3 separate regions of the Sus scrofa genome follow, and regions 2 and 3 are each linked to region 1. The links are chromatin contacts, called in public promoter capture Hi-C maps. All regions are on one chromosome and are shown on one strand. The core of a region is the stretch at or near the end of the contact, and the rest is flanking DNA. Distances in the headings are between cores, read along the strand shown. Region 1 holds the start of PDCL3 (phosducin-like protein 3). Region 2 holds the start of CNOT11 (CCR4-NOT transcription complex subunit 11). Region 3 holds the start of TBC1D8 (TBC1 domain family member 8).

The links. Promoter capture Hi-C pulls out the DNA fragments that hold promoters and counts their contacts.
Region 2: a contact with region 1 is called in a promoter capture Hi-C map of fetal liver, with 6 times the contacts expected there. The contact joins the promoter of CNOT11 here to the promoter of PDCL3 in region 1. A contact is called at or near these places in 2 of 5 promoter capture datasets (fetal liver and liver) and 4 of 47 Hi-C or Micro-C datasets (liver and skeletal muscle).
Region 3: a contact with region 1 is called in a promoter capture Hi-C map of liver, with 2.9 times the contacts expected there. The contact joins the promoter of TBC1D8 here to the promoter of PDCL3 in region 1. A contact is called at or near these places in 1 of 5 promoter capture datasets (liver) and 3 of 47 Hi-C or Micro-C datasets (alveolar macrophages, heart right ventricle and skeletal muscle).

What each region holds. Positions count from the first base shown.
Region 1 is chr3:53,691,308-53,695,449 of Sscrofa11.1, reverse strand. PDCL3 (phosducin-like protein 3) reads left to right here and starts at 2,416. Exons shown (of 6, transcript XM_003124899.6): 1 at 2,416-2,580. The coding sequence starts at 2,575.
Region 2 is chr3:53,079,069-53,083,210 of Sscrofa11.1, reverse strand. CNOT11 (CCR4-NOT transcription complex subunit 11) reads left to right here and starts at 1,896. Exons shown (of 7, transcript XM_003124884.6): 1 at 1,896-2,488. The coding sequence starts at 1,969.
Region 3 is chr3:53,146,798-53,150,939 of Sscrofa11.1, reverse strand. TBC1D8 (TBC1 domain family member 8) reads right to left here and starts at 1,881. Exons shown (of 20, transcript XM_021087166.1): 1 at 1,526-1,881. The coding sequence starts at 1,652.

The DNA.
Region 1 (4,142 bases), core at 1,167-3,666:
CTGTATTCATTATCCTTATGCAAAAAAAAAAAAATTTTTTTGGCAGTTGTCAAATCTGTCATTTTTAAAATTTGATGTTCTGGATTTTTAGTAATAGTTATCAAAGCCCTCCCATTTTTAGATTATAAAGAAATAATCCCATGTTTTCTTCTAGTACTTTGTTTTTAATTTAGTTTTTAAATATTATTATTATTTTTGGCCACACCCCAGGTATGCAGAGGTTCCTGGGCCAGGGATTGAACCTGAGCCACAGCTGTGAGCCCAGCCACAGCAGCCAACAAAGCCAGACCCTTAACCCTCTGTGCCACGAGAACTATTTTATCATAAAATCTTTGGAATCAAACTGTCTAGCCTCAGAAAATAATTTGTTAGGTTTTTAAAATAAGATTGTGTTAAATTTTACACATTAACTTGAAGAAAGTTGACATGTCTGTGATGTTGAGTCATCCTATCCTCAAATGAGGGATTTCTTCCCATTTGTTCAAGTCTACTTTTGTTATGTCTGGGAATTTTTTATAATCCTCATGTAGGTTTTTGTGTACTTCTTGAGTTTATGCCTAAGTCTTTCTTTTCTGTTATTGGAATTAGGGTTCATTATGTTTTCTAGTTTGTTCCTGTAAATAATAGACTAACGCCATTTTTTTATGTTGAATTTTATGTCCTGCTTCTGTACCAAATTCTCAAATTGTTAGTAAGATTTTAAAAGTTGATTCTGGGAGTTCCCATCATGGTGCAGCAGAAACTAATCCAACTGGTATCCATGAGAATGTGGGTTCGACCCCTGGCCTCGCTCAGTGGTTGGGGATCTGGTGTTGCCATGAGCTGTGGTGTAGGTTGCATGCAGATGCAGCCTGGATCCTTAGTTGCCGTGGCTGTGGTGTAGGCTGGCATCTGTAGCTCTGATTTTACCCCTAGCCTGGGAACTTCCATATGCCCTGGGTGCGGCCCTAAAAATCAAGTTAAAAAAAAAAAAAAAAAAAAGTTGATTCTCCCAAGGTTTTCTGTGTATGCTATCATATCATCCACAAATAGAAATCTTTTTTTCCCAATTTCTTTTCTTTTCCCATTCTTACAGCTCTAATTTTTTTCCCAAGCCCTAATTATTCTCTCCAGAGCCAAGAGTGATGGAATGAGTGACAGAAGTTCTGGGGAGGTGGGAGGGACTGGGAACTGGAGCACAGGAGGAAGGAATCTTTGAGGAAAGTGAGAGAGGCAGCTTTCACCTTTCTATGCAGAGAAGTCAGTAGACTTTGAGCATCTGACTTGTTAATCTCCTCTGGAGAGAGGGAGCCTGTGGTGGAGATGAGTGTTGGCCTCCCAAAATAGCTAAGGCTGGAATGAGGCATGTCCACTCTAGTCCAGTGGATGAGCACTGGGCCAAACCCACTCCAAGCTAGCCTGATCCTGACTTTTCTGGTGAGACCAGGAAAATTCATTCACAGTTTGCTGCCAGATAAATTAAATGAATAAACAAATGTTTAAGAAGACCTATAATTTTGTAGAAAGGAGTTAGGTAATATTGAGAATCCTTTAAATGATTAAATCAGAGCTCCTTGCCTTCAAGGAATTATTTGATTCACTTTATACCAATGGTTGTGTATATTAGCAACACCTGAGATATTTAAGGCCCTATCAGTTCCAGGTCCCATCACTAGAGATTTAATTTGGGGATGGAGCCCCAGGGTAGCTGCAGTTTTAAAAGATTCCCAGGCGGTTCTAATGAAGCCAAAGCTTAGCGTCCTATACTAGCCTACAGATGTTATCTGTGTCTGCTTCCTTGACAGAAGGCGACCACTTAGATCAGGTGTCCAGGGAGGGAAATCGCTTTGCCACCCAGCCCTAAGTGTCCAACGAGGGGTATGGCTTTTTTAACTCAAATTCAGAGTGCTGCATGCACAGAAGCCTGGGGCCCAGCACCTGTATTTTACAACTCAGAGCGCAGATTTCTACTCAGCGCCTCCTGTGCAGTCCTGAAAGGGCTAAGCACTTTTGCAAATAGGGATCGCGTGGGCTCAACCAGGTGAAAGTACTTTCGCCTTTCCGTTTTTGTCTGTTGTGAGCACTGCTGTATGGACAGAGCCTAGCATAGTGCCTGGTATATAATCCGCTCTCAACGTCGTCGCTAAAAGGATAGTGAACGAATTCCAGGCAACCCAGCATTATTGTTAATGTAATACTGGATCACTGAAACGCATTTCTATTTGTGTTCCTGGGCCAAGACCTCCCATCCGATCTGGTCCGCAGCCAGAGAAACCGCCTCCACACCGGGTATCTCCCCACCTGACCCAGCCGTTCGGGGGCCGAAGACCTGCCCTAATAAGGCAGCGCGGGGAACTGGATCCGGTACTCGGAGGCAGACAGTAGGAGTGTCCTGCCTCGCACATGCGCACAGTTTCTGCGCCCGTTTCTTGAGGAGCGGGCGCAGGCTCAGAGGAGAGCGTTCTTCCTCCCTGGCTCCGCCCCGGTGGCTCCTGCGGGGCGGGGTGAAGGCCCAGCCGGCGGCTGCGCGCGTGCGCGGAAGAGAGCTGAGGGGCGGGGGCGCCGAGGCCGGCAGGGCTTGAGCGAGCTGAGACGATGCAGGTGAGTTAGCCGGTGGGTCGGGGGCGACGTTTGGGGGTTACGGCCACTCGTTGGCCCCGCTGGGTCTGCTGGAGGCGGGCTCTCCGGGCTGGGCCTGTGGGAAGCACCGGGCGCCGCGGCCTGGGGAGGCCACGCGAGACGAGACCCGCGCAGGCGCAGTGTGGGATGGGCGGGCGTGGTCCCGCGGGTCCCCACCCCGTCTGTCCCACCCCCAAATCTCGTTTGCGGGGCTGCCTTTCCTTGAGGTCACCTGGGGCCTGTGAAAGACACCCGGGGTACCACCTGGCGGAGTTACGTCCTCCGTGTTACCTATCTCAGCACCTGGGAAGGTGTGTTAGGACTCCTTGCGCGGATAGAAGCTGAACCTTGGAGGGGTCCCGCCTGGGAGTCCGAAAATGTAACAGTGGCGGGACCCGTGTTCCTGAGTACATCTAGGGCTGGGTGAAGGGTGCTTTCACCCTCTCCCCGCAGCATTGGTGTCCAGGTTCTGGTGCGCTCCTTTTGGACCGGGGGCTTCCAGAGCTCAGCCCGAGGGTTCCACTACCCAGTTACTTTCCGTCAAGAATGTATAGAACCAAATCCCCCGGGTTGGGGTGTTGTTCTTTTATGGTATGAAGAATTTGCTAGTGGAATTTGACTAAAACCCAAGGAAAATGAAAAAAAAAAAAAAGACACCATGGACATGGATGCTCTTATGAGAAAGTCTGACAACTGAATTTTGTCACTTTTGAAAGACCCTCCTCCAAAGGTCATTCTCCTGCCTCCCAGATCTCGCTGTGGTCATGGATTCTGATGAACTCACCCCTTACTCAGTGGCTGAAAGGCAGTGGCGTTAGTATGGATTTGGCTGGGGGCTGAAGGGGGTGATCATCTCCAAAAACAGTGTCTCTGCTACCAGCCTGACACTCAGAGATGGTGGAAAGGAAGCTCCATGGCTTCTCTGGCCTGCTTTTTGTTCCCTGTCCTTCAGGTCCCTGCTTAAAAGTTTCACTTCTTTAGAGGCCTTCCCTGACCGCCCTTTGAAAGGATTCTGTTTGTTTTTCTTTTGATATATCTCAGCAAGACCCAGGAGAAGGAGCTGGGGCTGGAGCCTGGTTATGCCGGTGCCCTTTGCACAGAACTCCTGGGTTTTGCATTCCAGACCAGGTCCATAAGCCGGGCTCCTGCCCCCCCCCCCCCATGCAAACCAGAGTTTGGGCAGCTGGGTTGTGGAGCTGAGCACCCACTTTGACATTGACGTTTCTGACCTTTGATCCTGGTAAATTCGACTTGTTCCAGTCTGGCAGTGTCTTCCCAAAGGCCATGGTTCTCTGAAGCTTGTGAGGATTAACTAGGTAGATACAGGTAAAGGGCTTCAAAGAGGCCCAGGGCTTAGAACTCAATAAGCTTTAGCCATTGTGAGCTCTTCCACGGGGTCTCAGATCTTCCTCTCAGGTTTGGCCGCTAAGATTCAGTCAGGCTCCCTTCCCTCTGATTCTCCTACAGCCAGTCCGGACTTTGAGATGCACGATGTTTCTGCATCTGGGCCCTTTGCACATGCTGGTCCCTCTTCCTGGAAGGGA
Region 2 (4,142 bases), core at 647-3,146, 610 kb after region 1:
ATGCCAGATCCTTAACCCACTGAATGGGTTGGGGGATCGAACCTGCATCCTCACAGAAACAATGTCAGGTCCTTAACCCACTGAGCCATGGTGGGAGCTACTTCAGTAGCATTACTAACCCACTGCATCACAAGGGCGCTCCCTAACCTCACAATTTTAGATGGCTCAAACACAATAAAATTTATTTACTATAATAAAAAAAATGATAGTATTTTCACGATAATTTGAATCAGTTTCCCAAGAATCCAAGCATTAGCAAGTTAAATCTGGTGCTGTTAGTTAATTGGCAGGGCTTTTCCAGGGGGAGATCTAACAGTAAATTGAAGAAGTCTTTGGAATATGCATTTTGATGGCCTAGCAATTTCTCTTTATTCAATTTTACTTTCAAATTAAGGTGGCGCTCAACTAGGTAACTTTTTTTTTTTTTGTCTTTTTAGGGCCACACCCGCGGCATATGGAGGTTCCCAGGCAAGGGGTCAAATCAGAGCTGCAGCTGCTGGCCTACACCACAGCCACAGCCACAGCCACAGCAACGTGGGAGCTGAACTTCGTCTGTGACCTACACCACAGCTCACAGAAACACTGGATCCTTAACCCCTGAGGGAAGCCAGGGATGGAATACGCAACCTCATGGTTCCTAGTAGAATTTGTTTCCGCTGCGCCACAACACTGAGCTGCTATCATTTTTTTCAGCATAGACTGGATTTCTGCAACTGGCCTGGTGGGAATTGCTAGTTGAAATCCTTGTAGGGTTTTGTAGGTCTAGGGAGGAACCTTGCAAGTCTGGGACCAGCCACTTGGTGGGTCCCAGCCTGGAGTGCACACTAGTCACCTGGGCAGATGTTTTTGCTTTTTAAAAATTTTACTAGGGCTGCACCTGTGGCGTATGTAGGTTCCCAGGCTAGGGGTCGAATCCGAGCTGTAGCTGCTGGCCTATGCCACGGCCACAGCAACATCAGATCCGAGCCACATTTGTGACCTACACCACAGCTCACGGCAACCCTGGATCCTTAACCCAGGGATTAAGGATCGAGGCCAGGGATTGAACCAGCATCCTAATGGATGCTAGTCAGATTCGTTTCCCCTGAGCCAGGACAGGACCTCTGTTTTTGCTTTTTGTTTGTTCATACCTGGCCATTAGGGCCAGGATTTGTAAAGGATTCCTGGAAACTTCCAGTGCACAGCTAAGGCCCAGAATGAGCGACCTAGGGCAGACTAGGTAAGAAGTTGCAAAGCAGGAGTTCCCTCGCGGTGCAGTGGGTTAAGGATCAGGCGTGGAGTAGGTTTGGTTCCTGGCTTGGGAATTTTTGTTTGCCACAGCGCAGCCAAAGAAAAAGTTGCACAACAATTTTGTATATAAATGTTTATTGTTAAGTTTCCAGAGATCTTGTTAAAATAGCCATGTACATGTGCAGTATGATTCCATTTCTTTAAAAAGGAGTGTAAGTCTAAAAATTAACTTTGCTTATGAGAAACATGTTATCCTTATCTGCACTTAAAGTTTTAGCATGACCATCCATGTGTGTTATATTAAAAAAGATTTCATATTCTAACATGCATTTTTCCAAACAAATAACACCGTCCTTTATTGAGACCGTTCGTTCCCGCACTGCCCAGGGGGGTCCTGGGGGCTGAACTCTTGAAGGAGGACAGGCAGACTATGCCGCAGCGGGGGGGCTATGGCACCGCTTGACTCCCACAGCGCGAGACCCGGCCGGGCCCCTCCCTCAGGCCCCGCCCCCATTTCCGGCGCTTTGCCCCGCCCACCCAGCGTCTGGGGATCTTCTCCCTGGCCCGGCACCAGCAGCCTCGCTCTGGCTCCGCGCTGCCCTTTCCGCGGCCGGCTGGTTTCTCGGTGTGTTTTGTTTGCGACGCTGTCGTGCAACAGCGCGCTTTACGGCCGCAGGGACGGAGCGAGCCGGCGCCAGGGCCACTCTGGCCGGGGAGCAGGGCGGGCGGGTGAGGTTGATGCCCGGCGGCGGGGCGAGCGCGGCGTCTGGCCGGCTTTTCACCGCCGCAGAGCAAAGAGGGACCCGGGAAGGGGCGGGGTCGGCGTCCAGGTGCGGCCCGGGGGTCTCCGGCTCCGGCAGCGGCAGAGGCGGAGCGGGCGTCCCCGGGCCGGGGAGTGGAGGCCCGGGGGGCCCTGCGGGCAGGATGAGCCTGACCCCGAAGGAACTCTCGAGCCTGCTGAGCATTATCTCGGAGGAGGCGGGCGGCGGCAGCACCTTCGAGGGCCTGTCTACCGCATTCCACCACTACTTCAGCAAGGCCGACCACTTCCGCCTGGGCTCGGTGCTGGTCATGCTGCTGCAGCAGCCAGACCTGCTGCCCAGCGCGGCGCAGCGCCTCACGGCGCTCTATTTGCTCTGGGAGATGTACCGCACCGAACCGCTCGCCGCCAACCCCTTCGCCGCCAGCTTCGCGCATCTGCTCAACCCCGCGCCGCCCGCCCGCGGCGGCCAGGAACCCGACCGGCCGCCGCTCTCAGGTACGCCCGGGGCCAGGTGTGCGTCGCCGAGGGTGAGATTGGCAGCTTCTCGGCCTTCACCCGCACTTGAAACTGATTGTTGCCTTTTGAGATTCCCTACCCCCCACCCCTTCCACCAAGTATGAAGAAGTAACAGCTTCATGGCGCCGAAAATTATCCCTCCCAACAATGCAGGTGGTCCAATCACGCAGCGTAATATGGGGCTTGATGGTTTAGCGCCTCAGATAAAATTTGTTCTCGTCAAGCCCGTCGGAGGTGTGTGAAGTTGTAAGTAATGACACACTGGATCTGCCCCCGGCTTTTAGTCTCAGACGAGTCAATTAGGAGTCATTCAGAACCTGAGGAAGTTGAGCGGAAACACATTTAACAGCGTTTAAGGACATCACAGCCACCTTCTTCTTGCTGTTAGGTCTTTGGGTAATGCGATGGGGGCGGAGGAGAGAAAGTCTCAAATTCACGGCCTAGGTTAGAAAACCCAAGGCTGTTGGACATGATGTGAAAGTTATGCTCGGTCAACTTCCGTGAAGATCGGTGGGTTTGATAGGAGGCTGCCTTTTTAAAAAAAAAAAAAAAACTCCAGAGATGCTTTATGAGACTTGAATTTGGGAGAAGACCTAAACCGGGCGAGGGGAAAGGCCCAGAAGAGATGGTGGTGAGGGTACCTGGAAGACTTAGTCAAGGACCAGTGTAGGGGGTGAGGCAGGTAGAGAGGTGGGAAGCAGCTTGATGGTAGGGTCCTTCAGCGGTGGTAAGACAGGCAGATCACTCCTTAGGTAGGGGGCTGCTATATAGGGAGCCAAGAGGTAAAGGCAGCCGGTTTTGAGTAAATACCAGAGGATTTCCTTGCAGGTGAGGGCTTCCACATTTTAAGATGGTCGTTTTTCCCGCTGCCCACTCCTCTGGATCTTAAGCATCTTCTGGTTGGTTTCCTGCACTGCCCTTGACCTAAGAGGAGTAACCTTTGTATTCCTTGAGGTGTCTGTGGGGTGGGGTGGGGAATGGTACTAAACCTGACTTTCAGGGAGTTTAAGAATGCCCAGAAAGTGGTTTTAATGTGTGTATTCGTCAAACCCACCACCCAAGATGGATGGGGGACAGTTTGGGATTTGGGTTGGGCGCTTTGAATTCTGTAGTCTGGGGTCAAGCCAAGGAACCGTAACCGTCATTCTCAATTGTGATGATTCCAAACCTAGATCTAGGCCGTAGACTGTGTTGTAAACACAAATCTGCCAGGGAAGGAATTCATGGGATTGGTTATTTTGCTGCTGTGCCTCATTTTCCTCATCCGTAAATTGCAGATAATTCTTAGCTGGTAGAGTTAGTATGAGGGGTAAGGGTATCTGCGGTAAGTGTTGTCCATTATTATCATTACTAGGTAGGGATGGTGCTTAAATACCCAACAGGGGGACTGCTGCTGCAGGCTTATTATATTTCACCTCAGGGGGAGCACCTAATGAGTATATGTTTTGAAAGTTTTTCAGATGATTCTGATGCAGAGCCAAGGTTGAGAATGTACCTGGAAGTAAGTAGGATGGCTTCCTTGCACTCTGTCAGGTTGAGACCAGACATAACTGTAGCCCCATGTGGTTAAGGCTGTACCAGATGTCTCACCCACAGGGCCTCAAGGCCCAGGAGCTCGTGTCTGTGCAGCTGG
Region 3 (4,142 bases), core at 632-3,131, 540 kb after region 1:
ACCAACAGTGTACAGTGAACTAAGTCAACGGATGTTTGCTGGGCAAAGGTTCCTTACATTTTCTATTTCACAAATCTTCAAGGCCCATCCTCATCCTCTACTAAAGGAGACCATTCAGAGACCAGGTACTGAATGCACCAAAGATTAAGATACAAAGTCTCAAAAGACTGGAGGGGCAAACCCTTCCTCTGACCTCTTCACCTCTGACGGGCCCCACGGGGCTCCCCCAACCTCCACGTTCCAAGAGCCTGGGCACTAAAATGTCACTGTGTGGCTCAGGGGCACCAAGGTCATAGGACCTCCTGCCTCCTACACTAACTCCCCCACTCAGAGTCTAAAATAGCTCTCTGCCGCACACCTGTCCCCACTGATAACCACCACCACAGGTCACCCCACCACCCTTTCCATCCAGAAATCCTGCCAACTCTTGCCTGAATCCTTGAGGCTCTGTGACATCTGCCCTCCTTAAAGTCTATAGTGCGGGATGGGAAATTCCCCTCGCACTTGGTTCTGTCCTTTCAGGACTTATTTATTAACTGCATTTCCCGGTAGACTTTACTCCTGGAGGGCCGGCCACAGAATAAGGAGAGAGCAGTCACCAACCCCAGCTCGGCCCCTTGGCCACTCTCTCCCTAGCCATGGTCTCCTCCTGGTAGAAGGAGGCACGTGGTGGGAAGATCTAAGGTCCGTTTTATTTCAGATTCCAAAATTTGAAAAGTCCACACAGGTTCCCAAGATACTACTGGAAAAAGCTAGTATTCCTCTACTGGCCTGTTAAAACAGGTGTCCCTGCTAACACAAGCTGTCCAAACCCTTGATTTTCAAAGAGTTTTGGACCAAAACTTATAGGGAGTGGCGAGGAAATGCTGTTTTCCATAAATTTTACGAGCCTGAATTTTTTTTTCCCCCCTATCCTTTCTCCTAGGAAGAAAGGAAAGAGATGAGGGTAGGGCGAGGACAGGAAACTGACCTGCCGAGTTTTGCTAAGTTCAGGAGCTCGGGATTCGCACCACTTGGGTTTCTCCTCTGGGCGTGAGAGGGTTCCCGGAGCCAGGGCCTCTCGAGCTGCGCCCCGCCGTGGGCTGGCCGTGTCCCCAGCGGCGACACCACCTGGAGCCTCGGGCACGTCCAGATGGCCAGGGCGGGCCGGACCCGCTGTCACCTGGCCCGGCCCCGCGGCCCCGCTCCCCCCGGGGCGGCCCTCGCTCCAGCCGGCATCTCTCCTCGGATTCCCGAGCCAAGCCTGGCCTCCGGGCGGTCACCGGGCCAGGCAGCGGAGGCACCTGCCTCGCCCGGGAAAATGCACGAGCCCGCAAGTCCCTTCTGCCACCACCCCGACCGGGACTTGCTGGAGAAATGCAGGAGAAAGGAAAACAAGCCCGAGGTAGGGCCGGGCCGGCCCGGCGTCTCCAACGAAACCCCCAACTGCGCTGCAGCCCCGAGCTGGGGCCGTGGGCCCAGCAGGGAGCGAGGTCCGGGCCCGGCCGCTGCGCCTGCCTGCCCGCCAGCTTCGCGCGCCCCTTACCCGTGAGCCGGCCGCCCCCCTCGCCATGCCCGCGGCGCCGCTGGAGGATGAAGTAGCAGCTGCTCTTCTGAGTCACCCAGAGCTTCAGGGCGTTCTTCAGCAGCACCTCCTCGGGCTTGAGCCACATCGCAGCGGTCCGGCCGCGCCCGCGGGCCCCGGCTCACATCGCCCCGGTCGCCGGGCCGAGCCCGATCGGGAGGAGTCGGCAAGGCGAGAGTGCGACCAACCGGCGCCCTGCGCTCGGGAGTCCCGGGAGCGCTGTAGGCGCAGCTCGCCCCTTGCAGCCCGCGCAGCCCGCGCGTCGGTCCCGCCCCTGGCCCGCCCGGGCCCCGCCCACGGAACCGCCCACCGGGCACCGGGCCACGCCCACCAGTCGCCCAGCGTCCACCCCGCCGGCTCCGGTGGCGCCGCCCGGTTTCCGAATCCCGGCGGCTCCCGCGCAGTTCCGGAGTGGAGGGAGGAAGTCCAGTCCCGGCGGCCAGGCTCCCCGCCTCTCTCGCTGAGGGCGCCAAGGCCCCTCTCCCCTCCTCCGTCCCTGCGAGGTCACAGCCCGGAGAGCTGGAGGAGGAGGTGATGGGGAAAAAGACATCTTGTCGCAGCTCCAGGTTTCCAGCCTAGGGAATTTATCTTTGGGGGGACAGAATGCGTGCCAGGAAACCGAGGTGTGTGTGGAATAACACAGCATTTAAAATAACAAGAAATATTTCTATAAATAATCGACAGATAGCATTCAAAATTAAAAACAATTATTTGCCTTTTTTTTTTTTTTTTTTAAGTGCTGAGCATACGTTTTCTTTGCTCCCACGAGGGATCCCACGAAGCTGCCGAAGAGGCAGCGATGTTGTGGGACCCTGAGGCGAGTGTCAGACCAAACTCAGCACTAGACGTGGACACCCATCCTGCACACAGAAGATGCTGATTTTAGGGCCCCTCCTGAGGATCCCCTACCCAGGAATGAAACCAGTCACATTGGTTCCCAGAGACGTGAAAAGCTGGGAAGTATGGAGGAGATGATAGTAAAAACTATAGGGATTGTGGAGGCAGAGTTTCAAAAATGAGATATTTCTTCAAAGTGTGGTGGACCTGACTTGGCTGCTGGCCTGAACGGGCTGGGGATCTCCATGAGCAGTCTCCTCAATTAAATCCAACATCCTAGGAAGAGAAAAAAAGAAACTCCATCCACCTGACGGTAGGGTTTCAACAAAAGGACCCCGGACAAAACATGACTATTAATTGGGACAAAACTGAAAAGTGGAAGCAAAGTAAAGCTCCCACCAGCCTCCCGGGAACTGAGCAGAAGCTCTTCAATGGAAGCCAAGGAACTTGTTTGCAGACGATCAGAGGGATCAGCTCAGAAACCTAGCCCTGACCTGACAGGTAAGAAGCCAGGTAAGATCCTGTACCCAGGAGGAACAGGACAGCCCACCCAGGGGGCAGAGGCATGTGTGGTCCAGAGCTACAGCCTTGAGGCACAACTGAGAAAGGAAGTCATCTGTTCTCAGGGAGATGTGGGTGCCCCAAGGGGTACAGAGAGTGGGCAGGGGTGGCTGAAAAATATTCCTTCCAGAAATGGTTGCTGGAAACTGCCCCTCCCCCCACTCTCTGCAGGCCCTGGAATTGCCGAGAGAAGGGGACTGAACATGGGCCCTGTCCTAAAGGACTCACAAGCAAGAGACCAGGCCCAAAGTGTCATGGGAGTCATGCTGGGGACAGCAGGATGCACAGAATGAAGGCGCAGTTCCCTCGCACTGGGGATTGACAAAGCCCCACAGGGCAGCTGTGGTTTGACTGGGGCTGGGAAAACAAATATGTTTGCCACAGGGTCAAGTGGGAACGGCAGGTCCGGTGAGCAGATCAACCCATATGCCCTTGTGGTTGAGGGCACACCTCTGGAGAAAGACTGTCCTAGATCAAACCCCGTTCCTGCCACTGGTTCACTGCACAACCTTGACCTCGGGCAAGATAGGTTACTCAGGGAGCCCCAGTCCAGTCGGCTGTAAAATCGGGATCATCATGGCAGCTCCTTTATAGGTGCTCTCCAGCCTATAAGATATTCAAGTCCTTAGAACACACGCAAGCACTCAATAAATGTCAGCTCTTATAACTAAATGTACACAAGTTCTTGGAAGTGAAACAGTCCCCATGCACACTCACCCATATTTTAAACATCATTAAGCTCTGATCATCCGCCAAATAGTAAACATAGACTGTATGGTATTAAATTAGGGCAAGCGATTTATGAAAGCAGCTGGGAGGGCCTGGGAAGGATCCTTTGGGGTACTATGCCCTGTCAGCTCTATCTTTCCACCCCTGAGGTGCCTCCGAGGCCTCCTGTGAACCAAGTCATGTAAAAGCCAGAGGCAAGCAAGAGAGCCCAGGGGATGCCTTTGCCAGAGATCAGGCTCCTGGGCACAGAGCAAGGTGGAGAAGGTTGGAGAAGGGCCCTAGAAGGGCCACTGGAGAATATCCAGCACAGATGGTAGCAGCGTCCCCCGTCACTCATCTCTGGGTGTTCATGGTTGGTGTTAGCGGTTGAATTAAGTCCCCTACAGTCATATGTTAAAGTCCTGACCCCTAATACCTCAGAATGTGACCTTATTTGGAAAAAGGGATGTTG